2 separate regions of the Bombyx mori genome follow, and region 1 is linked to region 2. Evidence: chromatin contacts called from public Hi-C data. All regions are on one chromosome and are shown on one strand. Each heading gives the region's core, a stretch centred on a gene start, on an enhancer-like site or on the middle of the called end of the contact. The rest is flanking DNA. Distances are from core to core; before and after follow the strand shown.

The links. A called contact is a pair of places that touch in the nucleus more often than the background predicts.
Region 1: a Hi-C map of whole pupa shows a contact between it and region 2, with 4 times the contacts expected there. The contact joins the enhancer-like site here to the promoter of LOC101743381 in region 2. A contact is called at or near these places in 2 of 7 Hi-C or Micro-C datasets (posterior silk gland and whole pupa).

The regions. Positions count from the first base shown.
Region 1 is chr4:5,883,194-5,886,381 of ASM3026992v2, reverse strand. It overlaps LOC101744329 (fibronectin type-III domain-containing protein 3a), which reads right to left. Exons shown (of 8, transcript XM_004929166.5): 3 at 432-622. Among protein-coding and RNA genes, the nearest start is that of LOC134198748, 15 kb to the right of the region's middle. Within about 2 kb of position 1,726, at least 2 of the 8 cell types and tissues checked have open chromatin away from gene starts, as enhancers often do.
Region 2 is chr4:5,759,591-5,763,238 of ASM3026992v2, reverse strand. It overlaps LOC101743381, which reads left to right and starts at 2,158. Exons shown (of 6, transcript XM_062668100.1): 1 at 2,158-2,396; 2 at 2,520-3,641. The coding sequence starts at 2,383.

The DNA.
Region 1 (3,188 bases), core at 477-2,976, 120 kb before region 2:
CATACGTTATTATATACGTAGAACATAATATACGAAACTTTTCTGTCATTAGCCTTGCCTTATCAGGTAGACATCAGTATTGATCGTAAATATATTAAGTCATGTGAGAAACTATATTATACAAATAAGTTTCCACCGTTTTTTGTCGAAAAAATAATATTTATTATTAAAGAACGGTAATTTAAATTTAATCGAAGTATTGTCCATCACTAGCAACTGCTTTTTCCCATATCTCAGGCAGAGTTCGGATTCCACGTCTGAAGATGGTAAACAAAATATAATTTTTTCTTCCGCGATTGTAGCGAATATATTGAGGAAAAACGAAAGACGACTTCCGCATAGTGTCTAACATCAAATTGAAAGCACCGTTTCCCGTAACCGATTAACATAAGCGGGCCTTGAAACCATGTACGAATTTAAAATAAGCTTACATAATGATGAGGAGGTTGGTGATGCGGAGGCGGCTGATGATGCGGGGGCTGGTGGTGCGGCGGTTGATGATGCGGCGCGTGATGCGGGTGTTGAGCGTGCTGGTGCATCAAATATTGGCGCATGTTCTCGTCGAGCACTGGTGGCATCAAAGGCGGCATCATGGTGCCCGACGTAACCACTGGTAGGCCGCCTGCAATGTTCACATGTACTTTTATATTTTGTTTAATTTAAGTTAATAATAGGTTTCATTATGGATTTTTCAAACAAAACCCTTAAGAAAGTAGTGATAGGGTAGAGTGCTAAAAATTTTTTAAATACATTCATTAGTCGTCGTGGCCTAAAAGATAAGATGTCCGGTGCATTCGTATATAGAGATGCACCGATGTTCAAATCCCGCAGGCGAGTACATATTTTTCTAATGAAATACGTACTTAACAATTGTTCACGACTGACTTCCACAGTGAAGGAATAACATCGTATAATAAAAATCAAATCCGCAAAATTTTAGTTTGCGTAATTACTGGTGGCAGGACCTCTTGTGAGTCCCCGTGGGTAGGTACCACCTATTTACCCTGTCTATTTCTGCCGTAAAGCAGTAATGCGATTCTGTTTGAAGGTTGGGGCAGCCGTTGTAACTATATTGAGACTTTTAGAACTTAATATTATATCTCAAGGTGAGTGGCGGGATTAACGTTGTAGATGTCTAAGGGCTCCAGTAACCACTTAACACAGGGTGGACTGTAAGCTCGTCCACACATGTAAGCAATAAAAATAAATAAAATTTAAATCAATTAAAAAAAAATTCACATACTACGCACACGAATCAATAACTATTTGTTTATTGGCAACTTTTCTTATTACTGTGGTCAATAAATTGAGAATAGATTAAATATTATCTGTCTTTATTAATTTTTGTCTAAAGCGTAGTCTTGACGAAATCTGTGATTATAGAAAACTGAGTATTAATTAAGTCCTTATTAATAAAAGTGTTTTAATTATGTGTGCAAATCGAGACAGTTCTTTTGTTTTTTTAAACTCAAGTGACTGACTATCTTTGTGACATCTTAAATTAGATTAATTTAGATTTAGAAACACTTAGACTTAATTGAATTGAGTTTTTAATTTCGAAACAGTCGCTTATAATATTGCATTAAAAGTAAATATGATTGGTTATTTTAAGTAGCGCGTTATCTCTGAGCATTATGATATAGTTTAAAACATAGTAAAAGGTTGTCAACATTTTTAGGTCATTTGCCGCCAAAGAATGTTCAGAAAGTGACATGTTTTTAATTGTTATCAATAGTGACGATAACAACTCCTTTATAGTTACATCAAGTCGGCGCGCGCAAAGATAACGTGGTTATGTTAACAGTAAAGAAAATCACAGGCTTTTTACGTGAATTCTAGACAACAATTTAAGTAATTCGAATGGTTCCCCATCTATAGAATAAAACTTTTATTTAATTTCCATACTCTTTAATACAAAGGTAAGTATTTTCTGAGAACAAATAGTGACCACAATAATTAAATAATATATCTATATACAAGAGCCGGATCTGTTTCATTATCGTCTCAAGATATGAATATCCTATTCTCAAGGACACCTGAAGAGAGGACATCTATATGTCCCTATGTTTTGTAATAGTCGTCATTGAAGTCTGTTACTGGTAGAGCGTCTTGGGAGCCGACACGGTTAGGTACAACCAACCTGCCTATTTCTGTCGTGAAGCAGTAATTAATGCGTTTCAGTTTGAAAGGTGGGGCAGCCGTTGTACTGTAAAAACTGAGACTTGGAACTCATGTCTCAAGCAGTTAGGGGCGTTTACGTACTTTATGCCTATGGGCTCCGGTGACCACTTAACACCAGGTGGGCCGTGAACGTGTCCATCCATCGTAGCAATTATTAAAAAAGCCATAAGTTATTTATCACTGTTATAATTTGAAATTAAATTAATAACGAAAAAGAGACAAACATATTAAACACTTACAGGATTTAATCTGCTAAGACGAGAGGTTTCAATTCTACCAAGTATGCTACTGCATATTTTTTCTGTCTAATTCCCTCGACTCCCCTCTAAAATTTCTATCGATTTATGCCATGAAGAAGAGCTTAACTAGCGGAATACCTGTTATTCCAATGCAACGGTGAGCACTGGAAGGTGCGTTGTGGTATCTATCGACTCCAGTAACCCTCAAACATTGCTTATAAAATACCACATTTATTTGTTAATAACTGAGTAAATCAAATAATGATATTACTTAAATAACTAATGACTATCAGAATTAAAAAAAGGCCCTCTGGAACTCTAAATTACGAAAGCATCATAAATCACGTTATCTTACATGACGATGTTCTGATGGATGTCATTAAACTTTGGAATTATTTTATACGTACTTTATTAAAAAATATTATTTTTCTTCGTAAATTTTTGTGATTTATATTTAATTTTTCGTTTTAATTCTTCTTTAAGCGTTGAGACAATGAGAGCGCATTGATCGCGTGCGCGATCAAAACAAATCTCCAAACTCATCGCCTACTAGTTTTTTTTTTGTTTTTTTTCTTTGGTCGCGGATGCTGTTCGTTCTGCCCCATAACTTTGCGGTTTCGAACTGGTTTTAGGTATTCCTATAAACATACTCTGTGGGATCAACATTCATTCGGCTTTACGTAATACACAAACAATCCGCTCTCAGCGGAAACGTGCTGCATAGTTCGAACGGAGGGCCATGCAACCGCAGTCTCTTGAGCAATGTCG
Region 2 (3,648 bases), core at 909-3,408:
ATTATCTATGGATACTGGCACGAATATTAATAACATAAAGAAACGAGTTGGCACTCGACACTCTCAGACAACGCCTACTGAGTTTTTCGCCGGATCTCCTCAGTGGGTCGCGTTTTCGATCCGGTGGTAGATTCTGCGAAGCACGGCTCTTGTTAGGGTTCGTGTTAGCAACGTCATCGGGTTTGAGCCCCGTGAGCTCACCTACTAGCTAAGGCGACGCTGATATAGCCTCTCAAGGCTATCAGCTTAGGTAAGAAAACAAAAAAAAGATACTCGAGGCCCACTGAGTTTCTCACCGGATCTTCTCAGTGGGTCACGTTTCCGATCCGGTGGTAGAGCCCGGCTCTTGCTAGGGTTCGTATTAGCAACATCGTCAGGTGTGAGCCCCGTGAGCTCACCTGCTAGTTAAGGTTAAAGAAAAAAAGGACATATGAGTCGACTATTAACAAAGCCGGCAATGTGACTTTTGGACAATTATTGGTAAATTAGAAAAACGAATTATTGACTTTGTATTCCATTGGCAGTCACAAAACTCTTCTGAACGACATCTTAGATATAAACAGGTTAAGTATTAATCTTTATTTAATGCAGGTTTTGAACCGTATTCTTTGAAGGAGACGATTATATTCAAATCAATCTGTATTGACATATCAATAACATTTTTTTGTCCAAATACACAGATTGCCACCTTTGATAATAGACGACTCATATTTACAAAAAAAAAAACTTTCTGCTTACATACTAAAAGAGGCCTAATGTAAACATATAAAGAAAATCGTAAAGTAGAAGACAAGTTGGAATTTTACAACCAGTTATCTAACGTTTAATTTAATGGCATGACAATATCTCAACACTCACGTCACGTCACGCTTTGACACTAATACATTTAGTGCTCAATTTTACTTGAGTCAGTGTTCGAGCACCTTTAGATTCGAATACTCGAGAATTGACTCGTTCGTCTCGATGAGCCGATCTTCACTATTAGGTTTTACCGATACTGTCCGATATTTGAACTTTTTGGCGGGAACGCGAAGAGTACAGTTGTGTGATTTGTTTTATTTTGTCTATTTAGTTTTTCTTCAGGTTTAAATGGGTAATAACGGTGGTTTCTTAGCTGTTAAAGTGCAAAAATGTGGGAAAATGAAACTTCTCGGGATCCTCCAAAAAGTTCACTGAAAAAATCACAGTAAACGACCACCATTTTACTGAGATTATATTTCATTCCATATCTTCTTAGCGGCTCCGCTCTGCTCCTAGCATTGCTATCTATCTTCTATAAATAAAAATGAATTGCTGTTCGTTAGTCTCGTTAAAACTCGGTAACGGCTGAACCGATGTGGCTGATTTCGGTCTTGAATTATTTGTGGAAGTCCAGAGAAGGTTTAAAAGGTAGATGAATATGAAAATGCTCGGAATTAAATAAAAATAACAATTTCGTTTTTCCTTTGATGTGTCCCCCGTCGGATGGATTCCTTTTGTTTGTTCTATGTTTATTTTATACAAAAAACTTAGGTCTTTTATTTATTGATTGAGGCACTACGAAGTCTGCCGGGTCAGCTGGTTTTTCATAAAAATAAGAATATAAATTAAACTAAGACATGACTAAAAGTGCACAAATGTGGGAAAATGAAACAAAGCCGCTAAACGTAACTTCTCGGGATACTGCAAAAAGTCCACTGAAAAAGTCTCAGTAAATGACCACCATTTTACCAATGGCGGATCCAGGGGGGGGGTCATGGGGGTCATGACCACCCCCTGAGCTGGTTCCAGGACTTAGGTGGACCACTAATTGAATATAATGATTTTTTTTTTTTTTTTTTATGATTTTATTTATATATTTTGTCACCATACAGATTTTATGTAACTACATACCTTCAATATTTAATTAATTTAATAACTTTGTATAATGGCAAACGCTTGGGAACGAACGCATCTAAATTTGACTATGTGACCCCCTCCTGGCGCCAAAGCTGGATCCGCCCTTGCATTTTACTGAGATTATATTTCATCCATATCATCTCATCTCATTTCATTTCACTTCATTTCATGCCATAGTTCGTATTAATCAACTTCAATTCATTTCACTTTATATTAAAATTTTTCATAGAAATAAGAATATAAATTAAAATAAAACTTGACCTAAAGGTCTTAGTTACCAGGTCATAAAATCTCTTAAAAAATGTCCGATATTTTCCATCCAGCGCCATTCGCCATCTTGTTTTGTAGTTCGTTGAGATCATTTAGATCGTTTCGTCTAGCGGTGCGCTAATAAGTTTGAACACTAAGTTCAACATTTACGAGAAAAAAGTGCCTACATTTAATAAATCAGATTATAATTAGAATTAGGTGTTTTGCATCATCGTTTGTATAGCTAAAAACACAATGGGCCGCGGAAGGTAACGCTTATAAATTATAACTTGATTCATACGCATGGTTGTTTTTGAAGAATCTTTTTGTATAATTTTTACAGAAGGTATTTAATAATGTGTTGTATTTAGTTGTATTAAATTTCTTTATAGGGACCGTAGTCGTGATAGGCGTCGCAGTCGATCTCGAAGCCGAAGTAGGAGTCGCAGCCGTAGCAGAAGCCCTCGTTATGGACTGGGCTCAGGTGGTGGTGGTGGTGGTTATGGCGGTGGTGGACGCAGAAGTAACCCGGGAGCCAGCCTTCGGAAACCTAAGTGGGACTTGAGTCGTTTAAAACCATTTAAGAAAGATTTTTATGTCCCACATTTAGACGTTGAAAAGAGACCTGAATCGGATGTTGAAGCCTGGAGAAGTGAAAATGAAATTACTTTGAAAGGTCGAAATATACCAAAACCAACACTTACTTTTGATGAGGCTGGTTTTCCAGATTATGTTATGGATGAAATAGATAAAATGGGGTTTGCTAAGCCTACACCCATTCAAGCCCAAGGTTGGCCTATTGCTCTTAGTGGCCATGACATGGTAGGAATAGCATCAACAGGTTCTGGAAAAACTCTTTCCTATATATTGCCTGCAATTGTACATATTAACAATCAACCTAAGTCCAGTAGAGGGGATGGACCAATAGCACTGGTACTGGCACCCACTAGAGAATTAGCCCAACAAATACAAGAAGTTTGTGATAAATTTGCAAATACATCAAAAATTCACAACACTTGTTTGTTTGGAGGTGCACCTAAAGGACCACAAGCAAGAGATTTAGATGCAGGTGTAGAAATAGTGATTGCAACACCTGGTAGATTGCTTGATTTCTTAGAAAGTGGACGTACAAATCTGAAACGTTGTACATACTTAGTTCTTGATGAAGCTGATAGAATGTTGGACATGGGTTTTGAACCTCAAATAAGGAAAATTATTGAGCAAATAAGGCCTGATCGTCAAACTCTCATGTGGTCAGCAACTTGGCCTAGAGAAGTACAAAGCTTGGCTTCAGAGTTTCTTAAAGACTATCTTCAAATTAATGTTGGTTCTTTGCAACTTGCTGCCAACCATAATATATTACAAATAATTGATGTATGCATGGAGTATGAAAAAGAAACCAAACTGAGTACTCTATTAAAAGAAATCATGGCTGAAAAAGAAAATAAAACTATTATATTTATTGAAACCAAAAGGCGCGTTGATGATATAACTAGAAAAATGAAACGTGACGGGTAAGTA